Regions from separate parts of the Sus scrofa genome. Here all the other regions are linked to region 1. A link is a contact called in public HiChIP or PLAC-seq data. All regions are on one chromosome and are shown on one strand. Each heading gives the region's core, a stretch centred on a gene start, on an enhancer-like site or on the middle of the called end of the contact. The rest is flanking DNA. Distances are from core to core; before and after follow the strand shown. Region 1 overlaps LOC110259878 (a long non-coding RNA gene). Region 2 overlaps QKI (QKI, KH domain containing RNA binding). Region 3 overlaps PACRG (parkin coregulated gene protein).

Region 1 (3,363 bases), core at 481-2,980:
ACTCTGATGCGTCCCCTCTTTTCAGAGGGACCCACGGTCGTGCTGTCCTGGCTCAGACTGGGGCGGGTAGGGGGGAGCCTGGCTTTCAGTCCAGCGGCTGCTTCTCTGACTGCGGCCTGTGGTGAGGCTGCAGGGCCCTGGGGCCCCGAGGTAGACCCGAGGACACCTGCTCTAATGTCACAATGCTGCTTCTGGTCGGGCTGCAGCTTTCCTCAGTGCCCGCTGGGCAGTGCCCCCTGCTCACCTGGGCTCTGTGGGAAGTGCAGGGGGTGTGAGCTTAGCCACCTCCAAGGGGAAGGGCGCAGGGTGCAGGGCAGAGGGGCTGGGGGCTTCAGCAAGGTCGGGGGAAGGCTCTGCCTGACCACCTGTAAAAGGACGGGACAGTCACTCCCTGAGGGGAGCAGCCCAGACAAGGACTGGGACAGGGACGGGACTCGGAGCGACACAGTTAGCTCAGAATGTGCTCTACTCTGAGGGCTGGCACGGGGGAGGGAGGGGAGGGCCTGTGCTGGCTTCGGTGGGCAGCGGAGGAGGCGGGGAGCCCAGGTGGGGGCCCTGGCTGGAGGGCCTGGTCCCTGCAGAGGGTGGTACCACGGGCACTGGGGAGGGGCCCTTGCCTCCCCCTCCTTTGCCTCTTCTCCCCGCCCCTTTCCTCTCTCGCTGGGGTCTCCCCTCCACGTGCCTCCCTCCCCTGCCGCTTCCCAGGCAGGTGACAGGGCCGCTGCCTTCACCCGCCCCCTGGAGGGACGCACAGAGGAGCTGGGAAGGGGGCCGCCTGCCGGACCAGCTTGAAGAGAAGCAGATGCAGCGCCTGGCTCGGGGGAGGTGGCCGAAGGACATGACCTTCCTCCCGGCCTTTCTTTTGGGAAAGGAAGTCTTCGGACGTTTGTAGCAACTGAATCAATCTTGTCACTTTGATAAGCAGGGTCCCGGTGCGGAGAAAGCTCCACACTTCCTCCGATTGTTCCAGTTTATTGAATTTCAGCGTGTGGGACATGATAGGCCCGTTCCTGGGGAGCGCGGGAGGAAGCGGGGGCGGCCGGGGCTTCCGCGGGGCGCCCGGGGAGCAGCGCGGCCCGGGTTATTCTTGGAAGTTATTTTGATCTCCTGGCCCCGACGGCTCAGGTTTCTGGCCGGGCCTCTGGGCCACGTAACGGGAGGATGAGGCGCTTCATTATAAGAATAGCCTCGGCGGCTCTTTGAGGGCACCGGGACCACGCTGGCTCAGCGGCGGGCCTCGGGGAGCAGTGAGGGCCGCTGCCGGAGGCTCCCGGGAGCGCAGCCTCTTCCCCGCGCTGCTGGGGAGCAGAGGTGACTCAAGAGGAGCCTGACTCATGAGCTCCCCGGACAGGAAGGCCGGGCAGGCAGTGTAACGAAGAAAGTTCTGGTCCAAGCTGTTTATAAAATGGAACCTCTTGCCCTTGAAATAGAAGCTCCTGAACCGGTGAGGGCGGGCGCCCCCCACCCGGGCCCCAGGCTTTGCTATTTTAACTTCTGCGTTTAAGTCCTTTCTTCTTATTATAGATGTTGCATCACCTCCCTTTGGCTGCAGCACTGAAGTACCACGACCGGGGTGCTTAAACAACACAATTTGCTTTCTCGGGGTGCTGCGCGCAGAAGTTGGAGACACGGTGCGGGCTGCGCTGCTTCCCGCTGAGGCCGCGCTCTCCCAGTCCCCCCCTGGCTTGTGAGATGACGGCTTCAATCTCCGCCTTCATCGGAGCTGGCATGCTCCGCGTGTGTTCACATTTCCCCTTTTTATGAGGACAGCAGGGATACCGGCTCAGGGCCAGGCTACTCCAGGATGACTCATCTTAACTGATTACATGGGCAAGGACCCTATTTCCCAATAAAGTCACAGTGAATTTTGGGGGGGAACACAATTCAACCCACAATAGATGGAGTGGTACATATGCATGGTGCAAATCTAGAAAATAGAAGCAAGCACAAAAGAAGAAGAAACCCTTTTATCACTGAGTGATCCTGGCTGTGAATATCTTAGAGGCCCGAAAAAAAAAATCTTAAAATTAGACAAAATGAGTGTATTGTTTCATATCTTTATTCAATGATCTCTACCTTTCTACTTCACTAAATTTCTTCTCATCAATAGTCTATGTTCAAAATGTGTGTTATTTACCGTAATTTTGTGCAAATCAATAACAAATCCATGGCCATTCGTTTTCACAGGTGGTCATGTTCCTTAAGTCTCTTTAATTCATAACTGTCCTTTTTTTAGGGTATCAACTTATTTTGGGCCAATTACACTGTGCGACACCTCACCTCCTGGATTTGTCCCATTGCTTCTTTGTGACATTGTTTAGTTCGTCCTTCTGTCCCCTGTGTTGCCTGTAAAGTGGGGCTGTAGAGCCTCTGACGAGGTCAAGCTAAGCATTTTTGGATAGAAAGCATTGAAGGCACTTCTAAGTGCCCCCCAGCAGAAGACATGGAACATCTGGTGCACCCAGGGCAGGCCTTGCCGGGCATGGGGATGGTGCCTTGAGGGGGGGTGTCCTGCATTGGGTGCGAAGTGACACTTGGTGATTGTGAATGCTCCTGGCAGCCCTGAGGTTTATGCTAGTTGAAGGTTTCTGATAGTTGAGACATGAACGCTCTCTTTTCTGGTGACAGCTGGCACTGGGAGAGGAAGTGTGGCAGGGCCTGCAGTGCCACCCGCATCAGGGCCCTTTGGAGACCTCACCAGTCTCAAGATTCTCAGTTCTAAGAAGTCCCGCCCTTGGGTTCCGACACTGAGTCCACTAATGTTTTCCCACCAGACCTGGGCCTCGTGACGGTCCACGCCCCACACTGCGGTGTTGCAGGACGTGGCTGGATCCCCGTCTCCCTCCCAGAACTTTTCCAGGAAGGACCATAGCCCTTTCTCTCCAGCATGCTACAGGGTTTTTGTTTTTGTTCCGCAAAGAGAAGCAGTTTACAGAGAAACACACAGACTTTATGTGTAAATTTGCTCATCTTTTGACGAATTCATACACTCGTATAACCCAAACCTCCATCAAGATACAGAAAATTCCCATCACCCGCAAAGTTCCTGCAGGCCCTTCCCAGTTAATCCCGGCGTGGCCAGAGCTGACCACAGTTTCCGCTTCTCCCACAGTGGATCACTTTGCCTGTTCTTCGTGTACACGGCATCTACAGCACCAAGATGGGCTTCCTCCTCGGCCTTGCAGGTGTCAGCACCTCACTGCCTCCTCCCTGCCGTGTTGTGCGATCACGCCGCACATTGCTCATCCAGTCTCCTGTGGAGGGACACGTGGGCCGTTTCCAGGTCTCAGCTGTTATCAATAAAGCTTCATGAATCATCACATACAAATAATTGTGTGCACTAATGTTTTCACGTCTCTTGGG
Region 2 (3,363 bases), core at 648-3,147, 160 kb before region 1:
TATATATATATATTAGGCCCACATCCATATGGGGTTCCCAGGCTAGGGGTTGAATTGGAGCTAGAGCTGCAGGACTACACCACAGCCTCAGCAATGCCAGATCCAAACTGCATCTGCAACCTACACCACAGCTCACGGATACTTAACCCACTGAGCGAGGCCAGGGATTGAACCCACATCCTCATGGATACTACTCGGGTTGGTTTCGCTGAGCCACAATGGAAACTCCTCAAAATACAATTTTTAGGAAGAGAAAGAAGCTTAATTAAGGTCTATCTGTAATCTCTGGGGTTCTAGACTGGAGGAGAGCTCAGCTCATCAAAGGAATGCACTACCTTTCACATAGGGCTGGATTTGAAACACTATATAAAGGAGGACTACTACAGTTTCCCGGAAAGGAATAAACTATGATTATTTCCATGAGCTCTACACAAAAGAGACTAAAAGTAGTAAAAAGAACTGATAAAAAATTAATGAAATTGAAGACAAAATTCAAATACCACCTCTTCCATAATATTTTCTGAAGCCATTCCCGCTATTTCCCCCCTTTGCTTCTTTTCATAGAATTTTACGGCTTTGTAAGAATACTTAATTCTGTAATACAGCATACTGCATCTGGTATACACAATAATAATAAGCCTCTAGAAAGCAAGACATTTCGTTTTTCTGAATTACTCGTTTTTGAATTTAAAATGCCTGAGTAAGAGTTTGGCACGTAACCAGTAGCTTAATATTTTTTTTGTTCTCCCGCCCTGCACAGATCTGGACTTGCACTTCTTTATCATATTTTCATTGGTGTCTCCTGAATATTTAGCCATGTATTTGTCTTTCTTATGTGTATATAGTCTATAAACGAAAATGATGTGTCATAAATAAACGTACTACTACTTTACTTATATGCATGCTACCATAATAAACACAACAGTCATCCAAAAGGCATTATTAAATTCATAGTAGGCATTTGAAAAAATCATTATGCATTTTCTTCACTCAGTATATGCTCAACTATCATCCTTACATATTAGAAACCATTTCCTTAACATATCTGGCAAAATGTTTTGTATATAGTAAGCACTGCAGAAATATCTGGAGTTAAATTTTCCTTACTCTCCAAAAGTGAGAGGGTACATAAAACAGTGAGGAAAGAACACAAACTCGAATGCCAGCCCTATTTCAGTTACCGCAGTTAATAACCCTGAGTAGCTCACTCATATATTCACTTATTTATTCCATAAATATTTACTGAGTTTTTCCACTACTTGGAAGATACTCTGCTGGCAAACAAGGTCTAGGACAGTAAATGGACAAACATGCAAGGCTTGAAAAGCTTACAGGCTAGTGAGGAAGACAGACACCAAAGTTCAATGTCTAAAAAAGTACAGACTAAGCTTGACTGATCTAGGTTACATGGTAAAATAAATTATCTCATGAAATTTGATTTCCTCATTTGTAAAGGTTATAGGGTTGCAAGGATTACTTTTTTAAAAAAAAATTATTTCCCATCACGTTCTATCCCAGGAGATTGACCATAGGTTCCTGTGCTATACAGTAGGACCTTATTTATTAAGCCCAAACTCCCAGCCCATTTCCCTACTTCCCCCATTCCCCTTGGCAACCACAAGTCTGTTCTCGGTCTGTGAGTCTGTTTTCTGTTTTGTAGATGGGTTCGTTTGTGTCATATTTTAGATTCCACATATAAGTGATATCATATGGTATCTGTCCTCTTTCTGATTTACTTTATTTAGTATGATAATCTCTAGTTAGGGTTGCAAGGATTAAATGAAAGAAAGGATGTTTAAGACAGTGACTAGCTTAGAGTACCTAATACTTTCACTGTGTAACTCCTACTATTCCTACTTGTTTCCTAGGTCTTCTTAAAAGATGGCTTTCCAGCTAATAGGGATTTCCCTTAATTCTACTGCAGGACTTCCTAATATTATGTTAACATAACCAACCATTAGGGAAGTCATAGTTCCTCAATTACAAAGCCTCAAAATTTAAAAAGTATTAGTAACAAAAATAAACAAACTAGGAATTAATCAATGATTCCTCTAGATTAAAAAATATAGGTACTCACCCCCAAATACCTGAGGCAGTGACTATCAACCTTGAAAAGCTTTAGAATTAAAATGCTAAAAGTAAATAAAATCCATGGCAAACAGTCTTTGTGTGTTTATCTAAAATATCTGTAACATTTAAAATTACTTGGCATATTTAAGTATCTTAAAGATTAGTCCTCTTATTACAACAACAACAACAACAACAACAAAAAAGGAGATACGAATCCACTACATACCCCAGAAATTACAGCATGGATGCCTTGCAAACATGTGCTTGCTTTTTTTTTTTTTGGTCCTTTTAGAGCCGCACCAATGGCATATAGAGGTTCCCAGGCTAGGGGTCGAATCAGAACTGCAGCTGCCAGCCTACACCACAGACACAGCCATGCCAGATCCAAGCCATGTCTGTGACCTACACCACAGCTCATGGCAACACTGGATACTTAACCCACTGAGCAAGGCCAGGGATCAAACCTGTGTCCTCATGGATACTGGTCAGATTTGTTTCTGTGGAGCCATGATGGGAACTCCAAACATGTGCATTTTTTAAAAACTATACAAATAGTACTAGTGCACAGACAGGTAGTAGTAGGTCTAATCACTATGAATAGCAAATCTCTGTACTTCACGGCTAGTAGTCTGGGTGACACATGTCTGATGATGATCAAAAATATCACACTAAACTGTCCAAACTGTTAATGGACTATGAGCAGAGTTCTTTTTCTAATATTCCCAAAGTGTTAATACATATTTCACATATCCATACTCCTCAATGGACAAAAAGCAAGGATAATTTTACTTAACTGGAAAAATAAAGTGAATCTAGGGTTTCAGGTTTTCCTATATTATATTACCTATCAATCAAAACCTATAAAAAAGAAATTTTTTCTTCTAATATTTTATTAAAATTTGGCTAACAAGATATAACTATAAAAAGTGTTACCTTTCAAACAACCCTTCAGTATAAACTGATTAGCAAAACATAACCATAAAAGTGATACTTAATGAACAGTGTATTTTGTAATACGATTTTCCTTTTCCCTTATATATATACTGAATTATTTGACTTCCTGTGGCTACTTCTGAAATATAACCAACCCAGAGTAAGACTGACATATACAAAGATGCTAATAAATTTAAAACATTAAAATTACTCCTCAGTGACGTTGTTAGCATGACCTGAACGGGGATCAAGGGAGTCTGAATATAAGTAAGTATAAACACAACTAACAGAACTACTTCAAACACTTGCATCTAACAGGTGGTGGTCAAGCTAAAAGAAGGTAATTTTTAGTACAGTCTC
Region 3 (3,363 bases), core at 522-3,021, 150 kb after region 1:
TCAGATTAGACTCCTAGTCTGGGAATCTCCATATGCTGCGGGTGTGGCCCTAAAAAGCAAAAAAAAAAAAAAAAAAAAAAAAAAAAAAGTTATATTATATTCATTTTCATACCTTAATTTTAAACTTTTTATCTTGCTTTTATCATATCCTTAAAATGTTTCACTTTAAATAGCAATGTAATATTCCATCAAGGGAATAAAATATAATTTACTTCACCATTTCCATATTGGTGGGCATTTTACTTATTTCTGTTTCGTCATTGTTACTAAAAACAAATTTAAAATATCTAATGATTTCAGTCTATCTCTACCTTTAATTATTTCTTTAGGTTTAATTCCTGGATTTAAAAATGATTATGTTGAGTTTGTGAGTATTTTAAAATCTAGTTGGCAAACCAATCTCTCTGTATTAGGGATTAGGACTTGAAGTCAAGGGGTCTAGAATCTTCCAGAGATTGCATAGCTCTGTGCTAGAAGTGTGCCCTGAACCCAGGTCTCCTGACACCCAGTAAAGCTCCCTTGCATGCGTTTCAGGATCCAGTCAAAGTGAAGGAAGCAAGAAAGTGTATTGATCAATGCAAGCAGCATTCTTTTTCCCAGGGAAAAGATCCTTGGGAGTTTCTCAGACTGTGTGTGTCTGTGTGTGTGTGTCTGTGTGTGTGTGTACTAATAAAAATCATTCAATGACCTGGGTCAAAGAGGCTTTCTCTGGGCTAAATTGCTATTTACCCTGATGCCAAAGCAAAATATAGTTTCTGCAATTAAAATAACTGAAGTGAAAAAAAAAATCCAGTTATCCTTATTGTATTTTTGGGAACATTCATTTAGAGAATTGCATGTGAAGTTAAGGCCAGTTTACTTAGGTTGAGGGGGTGGAAACCTCTGGAGCGGACCAAGGTAGGGTAACTGCAAATTTCTAATGCTGGCTTCAAATTTTAGACATTAAAAAGCACTTTGCAAGTTTTAAGTATATACCAAGAGGCATAAGGCCTTGTTCTAAAGTAACAATTGTGGCTTAATAAAATGTAGACGCTGAGGGCTTCCTGGGATTCTAATGAAAGATCTTCCTATGTTTGGAAGACACTTCTGTAATTTGCATATTTACTGCGGCCCTTGCTGAGATGACGAAGGACAAACAGGGTCCTTGGTCCATTAACTTTGTGTATCGAGTCCATGGCCTTCTTACATGTCTCTGTATAAAAATACATCCGTGGTAGAGTCTGTGATGGAAAATGCCCCTTCCCACCCCCAGTGCTCACAGCGGAGAGCTGGAGATTCCACACTCTCAGGCCAACTGGGCCGACTGAGGTCAACCTTTAATTCAGGGCTCCTGCCCCGAGGGCTCATGTTACCCCAAGGAAGGAAACAGTTCTTTTTTAATCTGTTAGTCTTTCTCCTCTTGCCCCCGCACCCCTCCCTTTCCTTTCATTACCTTGTCACTATCCAACGGCTGCAACCCACCAGTACAGACTTAGAAATTGTGAGAATTTGGGGAGGATTAATTTTGAACCCTTTTGCACCTGTGAAAAAGCTGTAATTATTGTGGTATTATTGATACATCATTGGGACTAGATAAGATCCTGTGCTTTACAGCAGATTGGCTGAGACTGGAGTCCCACCTCTGATACTATGTGATCTTGGGCAAATTGCTTCGCCTCTCTGAGCCTCAGTTTTCTCATCTGTAAATTGGGAACAACAGCATTAACTCCCTCATCTAGCGGTGAAGCTAAAATGAGCCAGAGGAGATACATTGCTTGGTACACATGCTGGCACTTGGTCAGCATCCAGTTAATGCTACTTTTAGCCGCTGGCGACTTCCTCCTGGGAAGTTCCTCCTTTTGACTGACGTGTTTTCTCTCATCTTGACTACTGAGTCATAAGCTTGTTTCTATTTCTTCACAACTCTTCCCAGTCATTTTACATTACTGCCACCACTTCTTCAGTAGTATACTCTGTCACCGAATGGATTCTTAATGTAGCCACCACCGTGGTCTGCTTTGCTTTTAAAATTATGACTGAACCTGCATTTTTGATCTTTCAAAATATAAAACCCAAATTAAATTAGCTATATTATAACTAGTTGATGCAGAAGTCTTTATGCTCTTGTTTCATAGAAAAGCAAGCCTAATAATTTCTGAGAACACTGTTATAATCTAACACCTGGTGAAATCCTTCCACTTTTATAGTTCATTTGATGAGCGGATATTTAGGAGCCATGTCATAAAGCAATATGGAGATTTCCAGGTAGGTGTAGGTGACAGATTAAAAGGGATAGGAGACTAAGAGAAGGAATAGAAGGAAAAGTCAAAGTTGCAAAAGAGGTGGAACTGGACCCTCCCTAGAGAAGACCATAGAAGAGTCTTGAGCTGGTTTGGGAAAGGTGGCGCCAGGTGGGGCGTAATGAGTCTGGCCAGGCAATGCCTGGGGACAGAGGACAAAGGCACACACAAGGTGGAGTCTATGCTATTCAGCCTGATGCAAGGCTCTTTTCCAGTTATCAGGTACTAGAATAAAAGATGAGCTGTCCCTGTGATAGCAGCTTATGCTAGGCAATAGAGCAAGGTTTATCCTGAGGGATGGGTGAGGTGGGTCCTGACACCAGTGGGAGGAGAGGATTCTGGGTCATTACCCAGAATCGATGATCACCCTCTAGTGGCTTTTGGAGAAAACTGCAGGTGCATGGCCTTGGGTGTAAAGACCTCCAATAGGATGTGCGGGAATTTCTTCCCTGGGGTTCACAAATGCAGCCACCTCTGCCTGTATGATAACCTCATTTCCCCCAGGCTGAAGAAGAGGATTCCTTTTCTTCTCTAGATGAGATTCATCAACATCAAATGGAATCCATGCACTGTGGTTAGTTTTTATCTTAACAGACTAGAATGCAGTGTATCCAGATCATGCATGTTTTTATTAATTAAAAAAGTAAACTAGAATTAATATCTCATTCATAATCAATACTGCTTCACATTTTGTTTTGGTCATGACATTTGGTCAAAAATGTTCAACAGAGGAACCAGAGAAAAATTAGTAACTCATAACAAAATTAGGACCACATAGATCTCTCTACCCTTCTGGATTTCAAAACAAGGAGGAAATAACCACACATACAATTGAATTGTATTAGTTTTAGTCCTGGCAGCTGTTATTCAAATATCATCATCCTTTGCAAATGGCAAAATCAGTGCCTTAACTTTGCAAACTTTCAGACTTCAGGCTGAACTATATTTTGTGTTAGAATATGATGGCCACAACCACCAGTACCCCACCAAAAGCTAAAGGGAAAACACAGTCATAAACATTTAACACTTCAAAAATTCTCATTTAAAAATATTCAGGTAGGTGGCCAGGGAACAAAAGTTAGAA

What was found. HiChIP or PLAC-seq counts read pairs in DNA pulled down with a chosen protein or histone mark.
Region 2: a contact with region 1 is called in an H3K27ac HiChIP or PLAC-seq map of alveolar macrophages. The contact joins two enhancer-like sites. A contact is called at or near these places in 2 of 2 datasets of contacts at active chromatin or transcription factors (alveolar macrophages and skeletal muscle).
Region 3: a contact with region 1 is called in an H3K27ac HiChIP or PLAC-seq map of alveolar macrophages. The contact joins two enhancer-like sites. A contact is called at or near these places in 1 of 47 Hi-C or Micro-C datasets (skeletal muscle) and 2 of 2 datasets of contacts at active chromatin or transcription factors (alveolar macrophages and skeletal muscle).

Annotation. Positions count from the first base shown.
Region 1 is chr1:4,948,166-4,951,528 of Sscrofa11.1, forward strand. It overlaps LOC110259878 (a long non-coding RNA gene), which reads left to right. Exons shown (of 2, transcript XR_002342280.1): 2 at 1,525-2,109. Among named protein-coding and RNA genes, the nearest start is that of QKI, 67 kb to the left of the region's middle. Within about 2 kb of position 1,731, at least 28 of the 83 cell types and tissues checked have an H3K27ac peak or open chromatin away from gene starts, as enhancers often do. A contact at or near this core is called in alveolar macrophages and skeletal muscle, where this site is marked.
Region 2 is chr1:4,786,719-4,790,081 of Sscrofa11.1, forward strand. The region is part of intron 3 of QKI (QKI, KH domain containing RNA binding); the gene reads right to left. Among named protein-coding and RNA genes, the nearest start is that of QKI, 95 kb to the right of the region's middle. Within about 2 kb of position 1,898, at least 2 of the 83 cell types and tissues checked have an H3K27ac peak or open chromatin away from gene starts, as enhancers often do. A contact at or near this core is called in alveolar macrophages, where this site is marked.
Region 3 is chr1:5,101,465-5,104,827 of Sscrofa11.1, forward strand. The region is part of intron 4 of PACRG (parkin coregulated gene protein); the gene reads right to left. Among named protein-coding and RNA genes, the nearest start is that of QKI, 220 kb to the left of the region's middle. Within about 2 kb of position 1,772, at least 8 of the 83 cell types and tissues checked have an H3K27ac peak or open chromatin away from gene starts, as enhancers often do. A contact at or near this core is called in alveolar macrophages and skeletal muscle, where this site is marked.